Regions from separate parts of the Ovis aries genome. Here region 1 is linked to region 2. A link is a contact called in public Hi-C data. All regions are on one chromosome and are shown on one strand. Each heading gives the region's core, a stretch centred on a gene start, on an enhancer-like site or on the middle of the called end of the contact. The rest is flanking DNA. Distances are from core to core; before and after follow the strand shown.

Evidence for each region. A called contact is a pair of places that touch in the nucleus more often than the background predicts.
Region 1: a contact with region 2 is called in a Hi-C map of hypothalamus, with 2.7 times the contacts expected there. The contact joins the enhancer-like site here to the promoter of SNAI1 in region 2. A contact is called at or near these places in 14 of 16 Hi-C or Micro-C datasets (blood, hypothalamus, liver and 6 more).

Annotation. Positions count from the first base shown.
Region 1 is chr13:78,110,776-78,113,748 of ARS-UI_Ramb_v3.0, forward strand. It overlaps LOC121816248 (a long non-coding RNA gene), which reads left to right. Exons shown (of 6, transcript XR_009595982.1): 2 at 1-2,973. Among named protein-coding and RNA genes, the nearest start is that of UBE2V1, 48 kb to the right of the region's middle. Within about 2 kb of position 1,661, at least 9 of the 54 cell types and tissues checked have an H3K27ac peak or open chromatin away from gene starts, as enhancers often do. A contact at or near this core is called in hypothalamus, where this site is marked.
Region 2 is chr13:78,051,124-78,054,023 of ARS-UI_Ramb_v3.0, forward strand. SNAI1 (snail family transcriptional repressor 1) reads left to right here and starts at 1,287. Exons shown (of 3, transcript XM_004014881.4): 1 at 1,287-1,463; 2 at 2,160-2,687. The coding sequence starts at 1,382.

The DNA.
Region 1 (2,973 bases), core at 411-2,910, 60 kb after region 2:
CTGTGAGTCCAATGCACTGTGGGGCTGCAGTAAAGACCCAAGTGAGGAAACGGGGAAGAAGAGAGGGAAGGGGGAGGCATTCTGGCCCCCTGGGTTCAAATTCTGACTCTGACTTTTAGTCCCCGAAGGAACCAATTATTTCTGCTTTCCGAGCCTCAGTTTTTTCATCTGTGAAATGGGGATGGCCAGGGTGCTGACCTTGGCAATTGCTGGAACGGGGACGTGGCTCTTGGGGGCCGCGGGGCAGTATGAGCCGTGTACGTTGCAGGCACTCCGTTCTGTCTCTCTCTCGCCCTGAGCCTCCTTCCAGTCCTGCTTCTCCCCCACCACACCCCCGCCAGAGAGCACGGGGGCCTCCTCCAGGAAGCCACCCTGACTTCGACTCAGACCTCTCGCTTTGTGTTGGGTGCTGTGCCCTTCCTGTGGCCCTCCCCAGCTCCGTGGCATGCCTGGCACCTGTGCTATTTGCCCTCCTGGCAGGTGAGGAAATCGAGGGTCAGGAGGTACCTGTGCTGTTTCCCCGGCCCTTGCCCCTTCAGGTGGAGAGACGGGGGCACAGTGAGGGGCTCACCGCCAGGAAAAGGCAGAACTGGGTGTTCTGGAGGCTTCGCCGGGCCCAAAGTCAGGAAGCCTGGCCGCATCCTGCCACCTGTTGGCACAGGAGCCGAGGACCCAGGCCTGCAGGCCCCAGGAGGGTCCTGGGTCATGCTCCCCAAAGAAAGGGGTATGTGGGGAGCCCTGGCCTGATGGTCTACCCCACTGCCGCCTGGAGCCCAGGCTGGCCCCAGTGTCCCTCGGGGGGCTGGGCAAGAGCCTTGCCTGCTGAGCAGGGACACAGCTCCTAGTGGGCCGAGCCCCCACAGTTTTCCCAGTCTTGATCCTGGTATCCATCAGAGAACACCCCGAGTATAACTTTGAATTAGTGACAGAGGAGGCAAAAGATCTATCACATAGAAGCCAGGCCAGGCACAATTCTCCGCAGTTAACTTAGGGTAACTTCTTTTTTCATTTAATTTTTTGCCTGTACCACACAGCATGTGGGATCTTAGTTCCCCGCCCAGGGGGAACTGCAATGGAAGCATAGAAGCCTAAGTCCTGGGCTGCCGGGAATCGCCCAGGGTAACTTCTTTAACAATCTGGGGGAGGCACTCTTATAATTTCCGTTTTACAGAGAAGGCTCAGAGAGGTGGAGTACCTTGCCCAAGCGCACACAGCTAGACCTGGGCTTCGCACCCTGGTCTTTTAGGGCCAACACACACGCTCTCTACCACCGTTGCCCCTCCCAGGGCAGCAGGGAGCCCAAAATGAGCTCAGTGGGCACCAGGCACATAGTAGGTACTTTCCCCCGCCCCGCCCCCCCCCCACCCCCCCCATCACCTGATGCCTGGATTCACATTTCGGCCCAGCCTGGAGGTCAGCAGCCTGTTCTGCCTCGTGCTGGAGGAATGTTCGCGGTGGCCGCGGCCCGGGTCCGAGAAGAAAGGCGGCCTTGTGGGCGAAAGGTGAGCTGCTGGGTGGGCGCGGGGCTGTTTACCCAGAGCTGGGCGTGTGGCTCGGGGTGGCGCCGCTGTCAGCCGCGCCGGCTGCCCCGGGCCTGTGCTGGCCTCCAGATGTGAGCTGGCTCCAGCCGGCCGGGGCCCCCCCACCCCGTGCACAGAGGGGCTTTATCAAAAGCGGCTGTGAGGAGGCCCGGGAGGCCGCCTGGCTCCAGCCTGCTGGCTCCACGCCCCAGGCCTGCAGAAGCCGGGCGAGTGGGCTGGGGCCGCGGTGCCCAGGGCTGCCTCTGCCCTCCTGCCAGCTCCTCTGCTGTGTGCGGGGCCTCCGGGGGCCCAGACGGAGAGTTACAGCCCCCTTGTTCCAGGAAACTGAAGCTCCGGGAGCAGTCTGGAGGGGTGACAATGCAAGAAGATGTCTTTTAATTTTCTGCATCCCTAGGGCGAGAGGTAACCGACAGAAAACAAAGCACAAAACTCAGTTCAAGTCAAAGGGTGCTAAGGGAGTAGCGAATGAAGACGCTCGTGGGAAGGATAAATTGCAGGTTCAGGATGGCGGTTCCTGTGAGCCAGGAAGAACACTCTGTCACTGGGTGCCAGTTCTCTCCATATTTTCTTTCTTGGGTTGGGTGGTAGGGATGCTATTCTTTATATTTTCTTTGTTGGCCTGAACTGTTTTGTATTCATAAATAATAATAACTGAAGGGGAAAAAAAAGGAAAAGAAAAAGCCAAGTCTTCTTCCTGTTTCTGACCCTCAGCCTGTCACTGTTAAGAGTGTCTTCTGGTACTTTCCAGGGATTGTCTGGGAATCCACAAACAAATCCACATCTCTCTTCTTTCCTATTTTGTTTTTGTTTTACAAATAGTATCAAGGGCTTCCCAGGTGGCTCAGTGGTAAAGAATCTGCCTGCTGCTGCAGGAGACATAAGAGATCTCTGGGTCAGGGAGATCCCCTGGAGGACCACCTGGCAACCCATTCCAATATTCTTGCCTGGAAAATTCCATAGATGGAGGAGCCTGGTAGGCTACAGTCCATGGGGTTGCAAAGAGTCAGACACGACTAGGCATACACTCATGACATACGCTGCAGCACTGAGCTGTTTTCACTTAACGATACTATTCTGGGAACCTCCCTGTGGCCTTGTTCTTTTTTACAGCTGTGTAGTATTCCCCCCAAGGCAATGGCACCCCACTCCAGTGCTCTTGTCTGGAAAATCCCATGGATGGAGGAGCATGGTAAGCTGCAGTCCATGGGGTCGCTAAGAGTCAGACACGACTGAGCGACTTCATTTTCACTTTTCATTTTCATGCATTGGAGAAGGAAATGGCAACCCACTCCAGTGTCATTGCTTGGAGAATCCCAGGGATGGGGGAGCCTGGTGGCCTGCAGTCTATGGGGTCACACACAGTCGGACACGACTGAAGTGACTTGGCAGCAGCAGCAGCAGCAGTATTCCCCCCCAGGGAAGGCACTTTGGC
Region 2 (2,900 bases), core at 37-2,536:
CTTCGGATTTAGGCCTGTGCCCCATCCCCAGTCCAGGACAGGAGTGGCTCTCACAGTCAGTGGGCTCAGAGGAGAGCTGGGGGTGAAGTCAGTCCCTCCCCTGGGCCCAGCCCACAGCTGAATCAGTCAGTGAACCCCTGGTGGAGCCTAGCCTTAGGTCCTTTAGACACAGTTTCAATGACCCCAGACGAGTGAGGCAACTACCTGAGCTCCGCCCTTCCCCACTTCTTTCTCCCACCTGCCCAGAGTAATCTTTCTCAACCAAACTCCAAACAGGTCCCTCCTCGGCTCTCCAGGGCCCCTGGAGCAAAGTCCAGACTCCTCCAGGCCCTGACCCTGCCGCCCTGCCCACCCCACCCCCATCCTGAGAGAGGCTCTCAATGACTCTGAGATGGTTACTGCCTCTAACCTCAGGCCTTTCCCCTCGGCATTTTCTTCACTTCCTCTGGGAAGTTGCCCCGACCCTTGGTCAAGTGACCCGCCTCTTGACTGTCACAGTGCCCTGTGGTCCCCACCCCACCCCCCCCCAACCCATCGAAATGCACTTCCCTCTGCATTGGAATTGCCTGTTGACTTCGCCTGTCTCCCCCACGTGACTGGGAGAGCGGCCCTTCAGCAGAGACCCCGAGTGTTTTGTTCAGGGTTGTATCCCCCCCAGCGCCGGGAGTGGTGCCTGGTTCGTTAGTGGGCACACAGTCAGTATGTGCGTTTTTCTAGCTGATGCCCGTTTGCTTTGCAAAAAAAAAAAAAAAAAGGGCCGTGGCATGGCACACTGTCAGCAGCCACGTGGAGGGATCCATTGCTTCTCTCCGCCCCCGAACTGTGTGCTGCCCCTGGTCAATCCCACGCTCTCTGCGGGGCACTCTACGGGCGAAGGCACCCCCCGCCCCGTGAGGTGGCGGTCTCCGAAAGTCAGGTGCCCAGAGCCGTGGCGCGTGGCGCCAGGGGGCGCCAGAGGCGGGAGAGCCTGCCGCGCCGAGCCGGCCCGGGCGCCCGAGTCCTGAAGAGGGGTCCCGCCTCGTCCAGGGGTTCCCAGCGCCCCGCCCCCGGCAGCCCGCCGCCAGGCGCCCATGCACGCGCCCGAGGCCCGGCGTCCGCGCGGCCCCGCCCGGCTTCCAGCGCCACGCGGCGCGAGCCCCGCCAGCCCCCAGCGCACCTGCTCGGGGCGGGGCCGCTGGCGAAGGCGCGTCTCGATTGGCGCGGAGGTGACAAAGGGGCGTGACTGGGACGGGCCACGCCCACCCGCGACTGGCGTACTTAAGGGAATCGGCGGCCCGTCTCCACTCACAGCGCAGCTGCACGGCGTCGTGGGTGGAGAGCTTTGCGATCCCGGCGCGACCGGGGAGACCCCCCCCCCCCACCACCCGCTGCTTCGGCCACCATGCCGCGCTCTTTCCTCGTCAGGAAGTCTGCGGGCTCCCGCCGGAGACCCAATTACAGTGAGCTGCACGACTCTTCTCCAGGTGAGGGGACCGGACCCCTGGGGAGTTCGGGGGAGGCAAGCGAAGGCTGCATGGGGAGAGCATTGGAGGAGCAGGGGGCTTGGGGACGAAGTCGAGGGGCGAGAGTCGAGTCAAAGAATAGAGCCTGGGTGCGGATAAGCTCGGGTCAGGTGGGTCCGGGAGATGTGGAGAGGGTTTTTGGAGGGCGGTGGTCTTGGGCTGAGGAAACGGAAACTTAGCAGCCGCAGAGAAGAGGGGCGCCCCTCCCAAAAGTGAGAAGAGGAGCCTTCTATCTGGACAGACGCCGGGCCGAGGGCTCCGAAAGAGTCCAGGGGATTTGGGGGAGGGTGTGGGAGAAGAAATGTGTATGGAAGGGGGCCTGGGACAGGGGTGTGGTGCCTTGGCAGCTGAGGAGACGAGGGGCCAGGATGCTGGGGTCTGGCCTCAAGCTGGGTACTTGGGTACCTCAGGAGGATGGAGATGTGGAAATGACCCCCTTGAGTCGGAGCTAGGGAAGGGGGATTCTTCCCGGAAGAGGGAGAACCAGGTGACCTGGGTGAAGAGGGGCTCAGACTGCCGGTCCTAGTAGTGAATCTGGTATTCATCTGATAAGCCCTGAGTGCTAGCCCCGTTCAGCTCCTGGCCCACATCAGGCTGATGTCTGCTGGCTGACTGAGCTCACGCCTGACCTTGCCCTCTTCTCTGTCCCCTGCTCAGAGCTCACTTTCCAGCAGCCCTACGACCAGGCCCACCTGCTGGCAGCCATCCCGCCGCCCGAGGTCCTCAATCCCACCGCCTCCTTGCCGACACTCATCTGGGACTCTCTCTTGGCGCCCCAAGCCCAGCCCATCAGCTGGGCTTCTCTCCTGCCCCAGGAGATCCCCAAGGCTGGCGAGCTGACCTCCCTGTCCGACGAGGACAGCGGGAAAGGCTCCCAGCCCCCCAGCCCACCCTCGCCGGCTCCTTCGTCCTTCTCGTCCACTTCAGCCTCCTCCTTGGAGGCTGAGGGCTATGCTGCCTTCCCAGGCTTGGGCCAGCTGCCCAAGCAGCTGACCGGGCTCTCCGTGGCCAAGGACCCCCAGTCTCGCAAAGCCTTCAACTGCAAATACTGCAACAAGGAGTACGTCAGCCTGGGTGCCCTCAAGATGCACATCCGGAGCCACACGCTGCCCTGCGTCTGTAGCACCTGCGGGAAGGCCTTCTCCAGGCCCTGGCTGCTGCAGGGCCACGTCCGGACCCACACCGGTGAGTCCCACCTCACCCCCAGCCCCCATTCTCTCTGCCTTCGCTGCCAGCGCTTGTAAGATGGGCTTTGCTGTTACTTTCAGATTGTGGGAACCGAGGCCCCCGCCGTCTCCTGACACCTAGCTCGAGAGTTCCGGGAGGCCTGGCTCTGAAGTTTGGCAGAAACATGCCATCATTCATCAGCTAAGCACTCGGGCTGAGTAGATAACTTTT